Linked DNA regions of Zea mays: regions 1 and 2 are each linked to region 3. Evidence: chromatin contacts called from public Hi-C data. All regions are on one chromosome and are shown on one strand. Each heading gives the region's core, a stretch centred on a gene start, on an enhancer-like site or on the middle of the called end of the contact. The rest is flanking DNA. Distances are from core to core; before and after follow the strand shown. Region 1 holds the start of LOC100193495 (RNA-binding CRS1 / YhbY (CRM) domain protein). Region 2 holds the start of LOC100194340. Region 3 holds the start of LOC100281817 (endochitinase A-like).

The links. A called contact is a pair of places that touch in the nucleus more often than the background predicts.
Region 1: a Hi-C map of ear shows a contact between it and region 3, with 2.8 times the contacts expected there. The contact joins the promoter of LOC100193495 here to the promoter of LOC100281817 in region 3. A contact is called at or near these places in 3 of 25 Hi-C or Micro-C datasets (bundle sheath, ear and leaf).
Region 2: a contact with region 3 is called in a Hi-C map of tassel, with 2.2 times the contacts expected there. The contact joins the promoter of LOC100194340 here to the promoter of LOC100281817 in region 3. A contact is called at or near these places in 3 of 25 Hi-C or Micro-C datasets (ear, leaf and tassel).

Annotation. Positions count from the first base shown.
Region 1 is chr2:35,326,608-35,330,968 of Zm-B73-REFERENCE-NAM-5.0, reverse strand. LOC100193495 (RNA-binding CRS1 / YhbY (CRM) domain protein) reads left to right here and starts at 1,439. Exons shown (of 4, transcript NM_001138609.1): 1 at 1,439-1,793; 2 at 2,165-2,477; 3 at 2,694-3,101; 4 at 3,465-4,233. The coding sequence starts at 1,639. The coding sequence ends at 4,046.
Region 2 is chr2:35,259,642-35,263,708 of Zm-B73-REFERENCE-NAM-5.0, reverse strand. LOC100194340 reads right to left here and starts at 1,441. Exons shown (of 6, transcript NM_001139376.2): 1 at 1,213-1,441.
Region 3 is chr2:35,092,524-35,096,756 of Zm-B73-REFERENCE-NAM-5.0, reverse strand. It overlaps LOC100281817 (endochitinase A-like), which reads right to left and starts at 2,183. Exons shown (of 2, transcript XM_020547713.2): 1 at 2,000-2,183; 2 at 1,361-1,903. The coding sequence starts at 2,183. The coding sequence ends at 1,497.

The DNA.
Region 1 (4,361 bases), core at 190-2,689, 230 kb before region 3:
GCGTGTGCCGGCCGTGCAGCTCGCGGTCGCTCGACCTTCGCCACTAGGCAGTCCTGGGATCATGGAGACGTGACGACGACCCGACCGACCGAGCTCTGCACCGTCTGAACTAGGGCGCCGCGCGTCAAGCTTCTGATGATGGAGCGGCGGCCGTTGGACATGCTCGACCGGGCATAAAGGCTTCCCTCCCGCGTTTTTTGTTTCAGTTACTGTTGGATTGGTCAGTGATGCGAGAGACGCGACGAATCCATCTTTCCATCCCCGCTCTGGTACTGCCTGATTGGTCAGCGCCGTGACCACTAGTGTACCCTCTGAGTCAAGGCTGGTTGACAAGGACCTTTACATTTCAACTCCATGAGACCATTTCAGGTGTATGACCACGCCACGCCACGAGAAGGCTTCAACTCCCCCTACCCTGTTCAAAGGTCCTCGGTGCCTTTACCGAATGTCTTGGGGTGGACTGGGCTGGGTATCGCCTTGCTTATCCATTTGTCAACATGCAGGCATTTGCAGGTGCCTTGATTGGATCAATCGTCTTTGCTTAGGAGACGTTTGGTTTCTACGGATTAATTTCTAGGCTTTTTATTTTATTCTATTTCTGTGTCTAAATTATAAAAAAATACAGAAATTAAAATGTTGGTTTCCGTATTTAGTAAATTGTAAACTAAAATGGAACAAAATGGAGTGACTGAAAATTAGTCATAGAAACCCGACGGTGTCGGATTGACCAAGCGCGTGATGCCCCTCTCCTCTTTCATTGACTACCTTCAGGGTGCTCAAGGGCTGGATCACTCAGGACTAGTTCGTGGAGCACAAAACCGATGGGTATTTTGAATAAGAAGACCGATATTTTGGATAAGGGGCTGTTCGCTTCCTCAGGAATGATGGCCTGGAACTATTACTGTCTGGATTGTTTACCTATTTTATATAAGATTTCATAAGGTGGAATAAATTTAGGTCCAATCCTGGACAACCGAACAAGCCCTAAGGAGATTCTAACCCCTTTAAAAAAATTTCGATTTTGTGCCTCTCAAACTAGCACGCAGAGAAGGTGGCCTCGAGCTATTCGGTAATGATTCTAATCACCTGTATCCGTCAGTCAATTTCTCCCATAACTCCTCGACACTGGTAAACTTTTTTCCCACCTTTCTAAATCAACAAGAAACGGAAACAGAGTCAGGGCCAGGCAGTCCTCCTCACTCCTCAGGCCACCGCCACAGTTGAAGCCTCTGCCGGAGGAAGCCCACGCGGAGCGTTCCGATCCACACTGGCCTGGGCTGCTAGGCTAGGCTAGGCTAGGCCAAGCCAGACACGGCCCGCATCTATGCTTTTTTTTACACGGCCCACACGGCCGAGAGCCCGTGGCGCCGTCTCGTCCCGATCACGCAGCTATAGTATAGCTTCCCCGCTGCGCTCCAGCAGAATTCTCGCGCCGCAACGCGACGCAATGCCCCACCCGCACGGTCGCGCCGCGCAGCGCAGGAACCCCCACCACGCGGTCGGCGTCGGCGTCGGCGGCGGTGCTCCCGCCTCCCCGCCGTCGGCGTAGCTCCCGCGCGCTTCGGCCCTGGGCGCCGGTGTGGTTTCTCCATCACGCTCTCTCGCGCTTCCTACCTGCGTGCGCCCTGCTGCCCGGTGATGGCCAGCCGTCTCTTCGTGCTCCGTCGGCACACGAGGTGGTGGCAGCGGCAGGCGCCACGGCCTCGCTCGCTTTGCCCGCCGTCTCACGGTGGGGACTCGGCGTCTTCCCATGGGACGCTGGAGCTGCTCGCGCGTCTGCGCAGCTCACCATCGTAAGAGTCAGACAAAACCCACTGATCCTCCTCCCCCTCCCCCTCATTACTACTATTAAGTGGTCGATGCAGATTTTGTGACCTCATGCCTAGACTTTGCTTTCGGTCGCTCCTGTGCCGTTGGTCTGTGATAAAACGGTAAAAGCCTCCACGGGGCATAGTGTGGGCATCAAGTGTTTGCTGAAATGCCGGAGGGGAACCTTCGAACACAGTTTATTGCTTTCAGCCACGTTTCTACGTTTGTGGTCTATAGTTTATCTGTCTCTGCGCACCCATACCGACGAGCGCATTCTGATCCTCAGCGGTGCACCAGTTCATTATTGAAGCACGTCTGCAGTTTTTTTTTTTTGCACGTTCTGATTCTGTTATAGTTATACTTTCCACAAGGTTTTCAACCGAGATGCTAGGTTCTTCAGGTTGTTGCAGAGTTGTAGCATTCAAGCCTGCCATTGTATCCATACGAGTCCATCAGTCAATAGCGGAAATCAGGCTACTGCAGAGCCTCAACAACAGAATCCAGGAGTGCCTGTACCGGTTGATGGTTCTAGTGAACTAAAACCCAAGAGGACAAAGCTGAAAGGAAGGAGGGCAGTGACAAATTTTTTGAAATCCTTGAGATGGAAAAAGAAAAAGGAGTTTCAAAGAATGACTGCAGAGGAGAAGATTTTGTACAAACTGAAGCTAGTAAGTTGCATTCCTTCAGATTTTGATATGATAACAGTTGTTCTTTAAAACAAAGAATTCAAGTTCGCTTGCGTTCATGCGAGGTAGCTTGATCTGCAATGTTCCTATTCGCCATTTGGCATTTAGTGAACCTTCACTCGAGCAAGAAACTGCTTCTCTTGTGTGTAATCGCTCTATCCTGAACGTGTTTTATGTTTTCTTGGATTTTCCATAAAGGCTCGAAAGAAGGAAGAGCGGCTTGTTGTGGCACTGAAGAAAATTGAACCAGAGGATCCATCAGAACCTACACATGATCCCGAGGTGCTTACACCTGAAGAGCACTTCTATTTCCTCAAGATGGGCCAAAAATGTAAAAATTATGTGCCTGTTGGAAGACGTGGAATTTACCAGGGAGTGATCTTGAACATGCACTTGCATTGGAAAAAGCATCAAACTCTCCAGGTAATTGTGAAGACATTTACACCAGAGGAGGTCAAGGAAATTGCCATCGAGTTAGCCACACTAAGTGGTGGGATTGTGCTTGACATTCAAGATGGGAACACAATTATTATGTACAGAGGGAAAAACTATGCACAGCCACCACCAGAGATCATGTCTCCAAAAGTTTCCCTCTCTAGAAAAAAGGTATGTCTTCTGGCATCATAGAGCAAGGAAAACATATATCTACATCTTTACCATAGGATGTATGCTGTAGTTGGGTATAAAACATTAATAGAACACTAGTAATTGGACAGTTCCAAGGAGTTGAAGTGATTTGAGACACGGTAGGGCTTTCCTAAATTTGTGTGATTTATTTCAACAAGTTTTCTATTAATGTTGTTGTGTTAAATAATCGGAAACGTATCCAGCCAATTTACCTAGGTAGAGGCAAGGGTGTTTTGAGGTGTAAATTAATAATAGACTAAAGCATAGAGAAATAGTCATCCTTTTTCCTCTCTAAAAATTCTTCTGTTCACCATATTTATTGTTTTAGAATTTTTCAACTAGGCACTGGATAAATCCAAATATATGGAAAAGCTCAGAGCTCTTAGGCGGTACATTCCCAGACTTGAGCAGGAGCTTGAAGATCTTCATGCACAGATGAAGTTAGCTGGAGAGCATCAAGGACAAAATGCAGGGAAACATGTTGCTTCAATTTCACATAATACAAACAGTATGCCAGTGAGAAAAGAACCTTGTGGTTCAATTCGCAACAAAACAGTATCTGATCTCCTATCAGAAACTGTAGAGGGATCCAAGAGGTTAGAGGATGAAAGTTCTGCGATTGAAGACGACTCAGCTTCAGAGTCTCTGTCATTTACAGAGTCTGAGGATCTCTCTGACATTTTTGAGACAGAATCAGAGGAGCAGGAAGAGGACAACAAGGATCGCCCCTTATATCTCGATAGGCTGGATAAGTTTCCCTCAGGAAAAAATGATAATGAACCAGATGATTTTGAGGAGCATCTGCGGAGGATCGCTTCACTTTCAGATAAGACTGATTCACCTTCAAAAGAACTGAAAGTGTCAGAGCTCGATGAGATTGATAAAATCTTTCTGAGAGCAAGTTCGTTGTTGAAGAAAAGGTGAACCTTTGGGATTTGTATATGACAATCGTCATATTTATATGCACTGCGAAAAGTATTTTGTGCAGTTTTAATGGCATCTTCAGAAAAAAAGTTTATGATCGTCTAGTGATAGGGCCAACCCTCAAAGTTTGTGGTCACCATTGTTTTACGGTGATTATAATATAACTGGAATTCTGTGGGGTTGTTTGAATTTGTTGACTGATAACTTCGATGTGTCATACAGCAGATTCTTGTTGTTTCATGCTTTTGTTGCAGTTTCTGATGTTAGTTGTAGCCATCCTTTGTAAAATTGTAAGTGCTATTTTTTTTCTAAAAC
Region 2 (4,067 bases), core at 192-2,691, 170 kb before region 3:
AGCTTGCGGTCCAGTTCGGAGATCTTGTCTTCGTTTCCAGCTGTTGTGTGCTTAAAAAACAATCGCAGCAAGCTAGAGGACATATCACTGGTCAGAGCAAATAAACTAAGGTACGTGGTAATCCTTATCCACCAGCGTCAGCGTTACATGCCTGTAGGACATTAGGAGCTGACGGGTTTCAGAGCTATCGTAAAGCATAATCATGTCTGAGCATGAACGAAAAGCTACCGCCGTTTGCAGCGCGAAATTAATCGTACGGGTCTACATCATCTCGCTCCTTGATTACAGGGGCTGATATGATGGCGCCGTCACGTATTTCGGCTCGTAAATGATCAGTTGTAGCTAGCGACATGCGGAAGACGTACGTACGACAGGCAGGCGCCAGCTGTTGGACGTCAGGCAGGCTCTAGCTAGCGACGGCGGTGCTGCTGCAACTGCACTAGCGTTCTTCCATTTGGGCGTCATTCATTCTGATTGAGAGAGAGAGAGAGCAGGCAGGCCTATTGTATTGACTGCGCACTGTGGCGCTAGCAGCAGGGAAACCGTTCATGATTGACTGACGAATTTGTCTAGTAGTAGCTGTAGCACTAGCTAGGTTGTTTTGCAGTTCCGATCATCAGACAAGAGACACCGTACGTTATTATATATTTTGCCGATCACGCGTGCCAGCAGCGGAAAAAAATTTGGTGCAGCACTACTGCAAACAGTCTGGTTTACAGCTCCTCACAAAAAATGATGATAGATCCCACCTGCAGTAGCAATAACATAACTACAACGTTATCTGGTGGACCTGCAGGTGGAGTCTATCTGCCTTTTTGTGAGGGGCTGTAAACAATATGATTTGCAGCAGAGCTGCACCAAATTTTTTTCCGCAGTAGCAGCCTTTAAACCAAAGTGGGAGGCCGCCTTGAATACGCTCGTCGATCCTACCCTCCTCGCGACGTCGTTAGCAGCACATCCATTGATTATCGGGAGGCGAGAATAAGTTGCGTTAATTAGCAGTAATCGCACGTCTAATTATTAAAACCGGTCGCCGCCGACGTAGGCCCATACCGGTAGCCACCCCCTCCCCCGGGGGAGCCAGCTGTGCGGAAAGGACGACGCAAGAACACGATCGAGCATGCATGCATAGGCATAGCAGCAATATAATACGCCAATACCAGTCCAAGGAAAAGAAGAAGAAGAAAAAAAGTGAAACGGGTAAGGTCTTACCAGGCACAGGCAGGATCAGCGGCGATGGACTCTGAGATGGGCAGGAGCTGTCGATCTGCGTCACCGGCGCGGCGGCCGGGAAACGACCAAACCAGCAGCAGCTAGCACTAGCAGAGCGGGCGGCGGCGGGACGTGCGATTCTTCTCCCTTTTCCCCGCTTTTTTTTCCTTAACCCGGAGGACGCGCCGCGAAGAGGAGAAGAAAGATGCTGCTGTGCGGGGGAAGAGCCTGCGTTGGGGAAGAATTGAAGGAAGAGACGAGGCTTTAGGCAAGCAGGGTTTTAAGGATGGACGATGGTGGGATCAGGGAAGAGGTCCGGCCCTGACCGTCCGTTTATATCTCTACTATTTCTTAAGAGGGTAAGGAGGGCGTCCACACCCTCATCATGGCTCCACCCTCCCCACCCCCGCTAATCTCGCTGCCACCGCTCACGCCCTCCTATTCGTCTCCACCGCGCTAAACTCGCCGCGGCAGTGCCCGAATTTTTTGTTTTTTAGCCCCTTTCGAGTCAAAAATTTACGTTTGGACCCCCAGAAATTTTATTTGCACGTTTGGACCCGAAGCTCGGCGCCACAGGCTGTGGCGCCGAGGTAACACAGCTCGGCGCCATAGCCTATGGCGCCGAGCTTCGTGACGTGGCAGTCCTGCGTGGCACCTAGCTCGGCGCTACAGATCTTGGCGCCGAGCTAGGAAAAACCCGCAAACTGCCTTCTCTCTGCGCGTTTCTTCTCTTCTCTGCTCATTCCAAATCACGCCGCCGCCGTTTACGAAATCGCCGCCGCCGTCCACAAATCGCCGCCGCCTGCCCCAGCTCCGGCTCGCCGCCGCCCGCCCGCCCGGCCCAGCTCCAGCTCGCCGCCGCGATCCCCGCTCGAGCTCCGCCCGAGCTCGCCCGGAGTCACTGCCGCCGCCCGCCCGCCCCGAGTCCCTGCCGCCGGCCGCCCGCCCCGCTCCAGCTCCGGCCCGGCTCGCCGCCGCCCGCCCCACGCAGTCCACTGCCGCCCCGAGCTCGCCCGCAGTCCACTGCCGACCAGTCCCCGCCGCCCGGAGTCCGGCCAACGATCGGCCACCGCCCGCTCCGGCCCCGGTAGCTCCCGCCCCCACTGCCGACCAGTATTTTTTTAATTTCTTAGTTTGTAAACTAGTAGTAATTAGTTAGGTATCCACTTATTTATTGTTTAGTAAATAGTTAGATATTTCGTTGTTAGTGTTTATTAAAATAGTTAGCTAGTTTGTTGCGTAGTATATTGATAGTGTTTAGTAAATTCTTAGTGATTATATAGTTACCATTTTGTTTAGCGCATTGATATTACATGTTTTCTGTGTTGGCAACCATCGTGTTGTCGTTTATTCGCAGGTTCTATAAACATCACTTTACAGGGGAGGTGCTGCCAAATTTTTTACTGACAATTGGTTTTTTTTACGTAGGTGTTCGTCCGACTTGACCTTCTCCACCGTTAGCTGGACTCGTACGCGTTCTCAGGTATACATAGTTTTCGTACATTATTTATAGATTATGTAATTTCGTTTGATGTGTTCATTTAATATTTACTGTATAGTTATTAGTTAATATATATTTATTACTTAGTAAGTTAGTAGGCTTAAGTATATAGCCATTATTGAGTTAGTAATCCATTTTTGCAATAGATGGACAGCCTAGTAACACTATACCATGGAGGAAGGGTGGAGATAGATGCTTATGGGAGTGTTACTTTTGATGGTATGAAGATCGTGACCATGTTGTTCGTTGAAAGACCATCTTTTGACCAGCTTTTGGCTCGAGCTTGTGAGGAGATTAGTTGCGACATAAACGACCCTAGAATATCAATTCAGGGTTTGTTGTCCCATATTACATATGGAACATTTGTCCGACGGTTGATCTCCATTACCTCAGAAGATGATGAGAGCACCTAGAGGGGGGGTGAATAGGTGATCCTGTAATAACTTAACTTATAGCCACAAAAAAAACTTGTTAAGGGTTAGCACAATAATTGCCAAGTGGCTAAAGAGGACATCTTGCACAATACAACAATCACAGAGAATTCAACACAGAGGAGACACGGTGATTTATCCCGTGGTTCGGCCAAGTACAAAACTTGCCTACTCCACGTTGTGGCGTCCCAACGGACGAGGGTTGCAATCAACCCCTCTCAAGCGGTCCAAAGACCCACTTGAATACCACGGTGTTTTGCCTTGCTTATCTTTATCCCACTCGCGAGGAATCTCCACAAATTGGAGTCTCTCGCCCTTACACTTAAGATTCACAAAGAAGCACGGAGTAAGGGAGGGAAGCAACACACACAAATCCACAGCGAGATGCGCACACACACGGCCAAGAATCGAGCTCAAAGACTATCTCACAGTTTCTCACAAGAACAGAGCTCGAATCACTTAGAATCACAAACGGATGCGCAAAGACTCAGTGTGGATGATCAGGAATGCTCAAGAGTTGCTTGGTGTCCTCCTCCATGCGCCTAGGGGTCCCTTTTATAGCCCCAAGGTAGCTAGGAGCCGTTGAGAACAAATCTGGCAGGCCATCCTTGCCTTCTGTCGTCGGGCGCACCGGACAGTCCGGTGCACACCGGACACTGTCCGGTGCCCGATTTCTTTCCTTAACAGGCGCAGCCGACCGTTGCCAACCGTTGCAGATCTGGCGCACCGGACAGTCCGGTGCACACCGGATAGTCCGGTGCCTCCTTCCGACCGTTGGCCAGGCCACGTGTCCCGCGCAGATCGCGCGGCCGACCGTTGGCTCAGCCGACCGTTGGCTCACCGGACAGTCCGGTGCACACCGGACAGTCCGGTGAATTTTAGCCGTACGCCGTCGGCAAATTCCCGAGAGCGGCGTCTTCAGG
Region 3 (4,233 bases), core at 934-3,433:
TTTTATGGAATATTTCTAATAACTCGGATACACATATAGTATGTTAATGGATTTTCTATCAGCAGCGGGTTTTGGAATAGAGAACATACTCGTGCCAACTAAGCCCAACGGATATTGTAAAGTGCCTAATAAAGTACTCGTATATATCAAAATTAAGCTATATCCGTGCTCTAATGGAAGTTTTACCCATCAAACATCGAGTTTTGGATACTCATTGTCATATTACGGAAAAATTCTAAATTTATGGTAATTGGTATAGGGGCTTTTGCACAGTGTTGTTGATGTAAGACTGTCTTCAGCGGTTACCCCTAAATTTGGCCCTCTATATCCCACTCACGTGTCACGTCAGCGTTTTCTTCCCCCTATATCTCCACCATGTACAGCGGTTCCCCCTAAATCCTTCCCCTACACCTCACTACAACCATAAAATATCATTTTCTATACCTACTTTTCACCTTTTCTATACCTACTTTTCACCTCCTATCAATTTTTCATCTACTAATAACTGGAAGTGGGCCCACGTGAACAGTGTTAGAGGGGGTGAGAGATACACGACAGAATGAGGGGGAGAGAGAAGCTTGCTAGGGGGAACGGCAGCGTAGGGTGCCTGGTAGAGTCATCCGTTGAGCGGCTTACGTGTGTACTGTAGCCGTTAAATGTGGCGTGCGGGAGCGGCAGCGGTAACCCTTGAAGACGGTCTAAGAACATAAAATTGTTGGTCACCCGGCCGCTTTCACGCGCGTGGGGGGTCAGGATATGCCGCCCGGCCCATGGATCAGACGGTCTGATTCAAAACACCAGCAATTCGATTCGAAGGGGAAAATATCGAATTTTGCTTTTGCCTTCACGACCTAATGCAGTTGCACGAGTCCAGATTTCCTTGCCCAACTTTAAAATCAGATAAGGCTTAGTTTAGAAACTTAAACCCTCTCCGAATTTCTGAGCACTGAGAAGAAAATTAACTTATTTTTCACTTAATTCTTAGGAATTTTAAAGAGGATTTAAGTTTTAAAACTAGTCCTAAATGTAAAAAATTTCCATCTCGTAACCGTTTCGGTCTCTCGGCTCCTGACTTCAGCTGGGTGACTCGAGCTTGGTCTCGTATCAGAGTCGGGCGTCAGATTCCTTCAAGCCAATTTCCACAAATCCTCCAAGGACTAGGAGATCCACATTCATGCCTGGCATTCAGTGTGCTTTGGTCTTGCCTCTAATTGTCGCGAGTTTCGGCGTTTCGATCATCGAGCGACAGCCCCTAAGAAACTCGGGTTTTATAGTATAGTGGTATTAAAAAACCTTTTTTACACATAGTATAGACAGAATAGATTGATATTCTGATCTTCGCAAATAAGAGTCGACAGCTTCTCGCCAGTCTTCTTCGTTATTCGGGTGGACCCATGCATATAGCAGCGAGTTTCATTTCAGCATCATGAGCCCATTTTTATTTCTTCACCACGAGCTGGAGTATTTAGGGTTTAGCTAGGGTCCCCGGCACGTCTCTAGCAGGTGAGGTTGTTCCCCGGGCCGACGCCGAACTGCTTGCAGTACTCCTTGTAGTAGCCCACGCGCGCGTTCACCGTGGCGGGGCTGTTGCCGTTGCACTCGAGGGCGCCGTGGAGGGCCCTGATGGTGGCGCCGAACCCCTGCGGCACCACCTGGTGCGCGCTGCTCATCCAGAGCCAGAGCGCCGTCTTGAACGAGATCACGGGGTCCTGCGCCACCCTGTCCGGGTCCCCCAGCGCGTCGAAGCCGATGCTCTGCCCCGCCGGGCCGTAGTTGAAGTTCCACGAGATCTGCAGCGGGCCGCGCCCGTAGTACTGCTTCCCCGGCGCGCACGGCCACTGCTTCACGCCTGAGTCGCACGAGGCCTGGCCCCTCCCGTTGATCTGGTTGATGTAGCAGAAATCTGTTGCCATGCACATGGATGTATCAAATGAAAATCATGCAAACAAGGAAGGAACTATACGTATATGTAGCTAATTGGCGGTAGCGGCGTCTTTACATCCGGTCTCGAACGTGACGTGCGCGAAGAAGGCGGCGATCTCGCGCTTGCCATCCGCCTCCGTGCCGCCGTGCGCGAAGCCCGGGAACGCGCCGGCGGCGCTCACGAACGCGCTCCGCGTGTAGAAATTCTTGCCCTCGCACCCGTCCCGTGCGTGGGACCTGATGCCGTCGAAGAACGTGTTAGAATTATAGGCATTTTCCGTATTATTTTAATTTCATAAATTAACATTATGATGATGACATATAAATAATTAACCATAGAAATCGTGATCTTAAATTGATCCATACCAATATGGATCAAGGGAACATAAAGCATGTAAATAAAATAAGTATATAAACATGGTTCATGAATTATTACGGAACAATTAAGAATAAGTAGATAGCAATATAAACAGCATGGCTGTAAAACTAAAACAAACAGATATAACATATTATAAAATGACAGAACAGAAGAGCTAAATACGTGACTACATATGAAACTACAGAGGTGAACATATGAAACATATGTAATCTGCAGAACGTAAAACAGTAAGTAAATAAACTGATCATACCCTCCGATGCGCTCTGATGATCCAGATCCCTGACCAGCTTCTTTTGTCATGTTGGAGATGTTTTGGGCAGTCGCGTAGACGCTCCCCAAAAACCTAATTGCCGATCCCCCGTGCAAGGTCTCGAACGGCACCGGCCCTCTCGCTTCTCTGTGCGCGCAGAGTCACGAGATGGAAATACCCTCACTCGGCGGCTGGATTGTGAGACTGAAAGTGTTTCTCGCGTGTACCGAGTGACAGGGGTGCTCCTCTATTTAACCTCTCGCAGAGGGAAGCTGAAGGAGAAAGGTCGCCGAGTCACGCCAAGAGTCGGCCAGCTCTAGCCGAGTTATGTCATGAGTCGGCCAGCTCTTGCCGAGTCACGCCATAAGTCGGCAGCTGAAGGAGAAGGGTCACTCGGCTGGCTGACGAAGAGACAGGGTCACTCGGCAGACGAAGAGACAGGGTCACTCGGCTGACGCGGTTAGTGAGTGCTAAAAATTAACACAACCACACCACGCCCGCTCGCCTGCCTGCCTGCCTGCCTGCCTCGCCTCGCCACGCCACGCCACGCCCGGCCCGGCCCGGCCGGCGGCGGCGGCGGCGGCGCGCGCGCGCGCGCGTGTGGCACGCCCTTGTCCATTTCTTGACTTCTCAAGTTAAGTGGAATAAATCCCACCATATAAGTCAAGGCAAAAGACCCTTGGACTTCCAATGTGGTACTATTGGTATTCTCCACCATTACACACCATAGAGTTTATTCAATAAATGGGCCAAGCCCATAAAAGATCCAACAATCCCCACCAAACTCTAGGGTTTGTAATGATGAAGTATCAGAATCACAATCCTTTGATATACCAGTGTTTCGATGGAGACTGTTAAGTTGAACATCCATCTAGAATAAGAGTTTCACTTATTCACAACTGAACAATGGACTATGCCTTGAATTGACAGTTTTGTGCGAAATAAGATTCACTCAAATCCTTTGCTGATACTAGGCTGCAGAAGGGTATTCCCGCTGTTTAGAAGCATATAAGTCACACTTCAGTGCCTTTCATGAGTATTTAGGGATTACCCAAATCCCATAGACTGTGACTAGCAGTCTGACTCATATAGGTGTATTCCTCAGAAGATGTTCTGTAGGACAACATCTCACCTTTATAAGACTCTTGGAATACATTAAGGTAAAAACCATCCTGCCTTACAGATAGGAAAGATGTGCATCAGAAATGAGTTAAAGAAGGGATCTTTCCTCACAATCTACTCCTAGCTTGTTTCTCCACTCTACTTCACGGGATCTCCGATCACATAGAGCAGGTTACCACTAGAGTAGATCTCACATGGGTCTCATACTCATTTCCCTCGATGCACTTTCTATCACATTGCGTGATAGACCCTTAGTGAATTGATCTGCCAGATTATTTGATGTGTGGACATAATCCACAGTAATAACTCCGGAGTTTTTCAACTTTCTGACAGATTTCAATCTCCTCTTAACATGCCTTGTAGACTTCATGTTATTCCTAGAACTGTTAACCTTTGTAATCACCGTTTGGTTGTCACAGTTCATGGAAATAGCCGGTATCGGTTTTTCAACCACCGGTAAGTCTAATAGGAAATCACGAAGCCACTCGGCCTCAGCCCCAGCAGTGTCTAATGCTGCGAGTTCTGCTTCCATTGTAGACTTCGTTAAGATAGTCTGCTT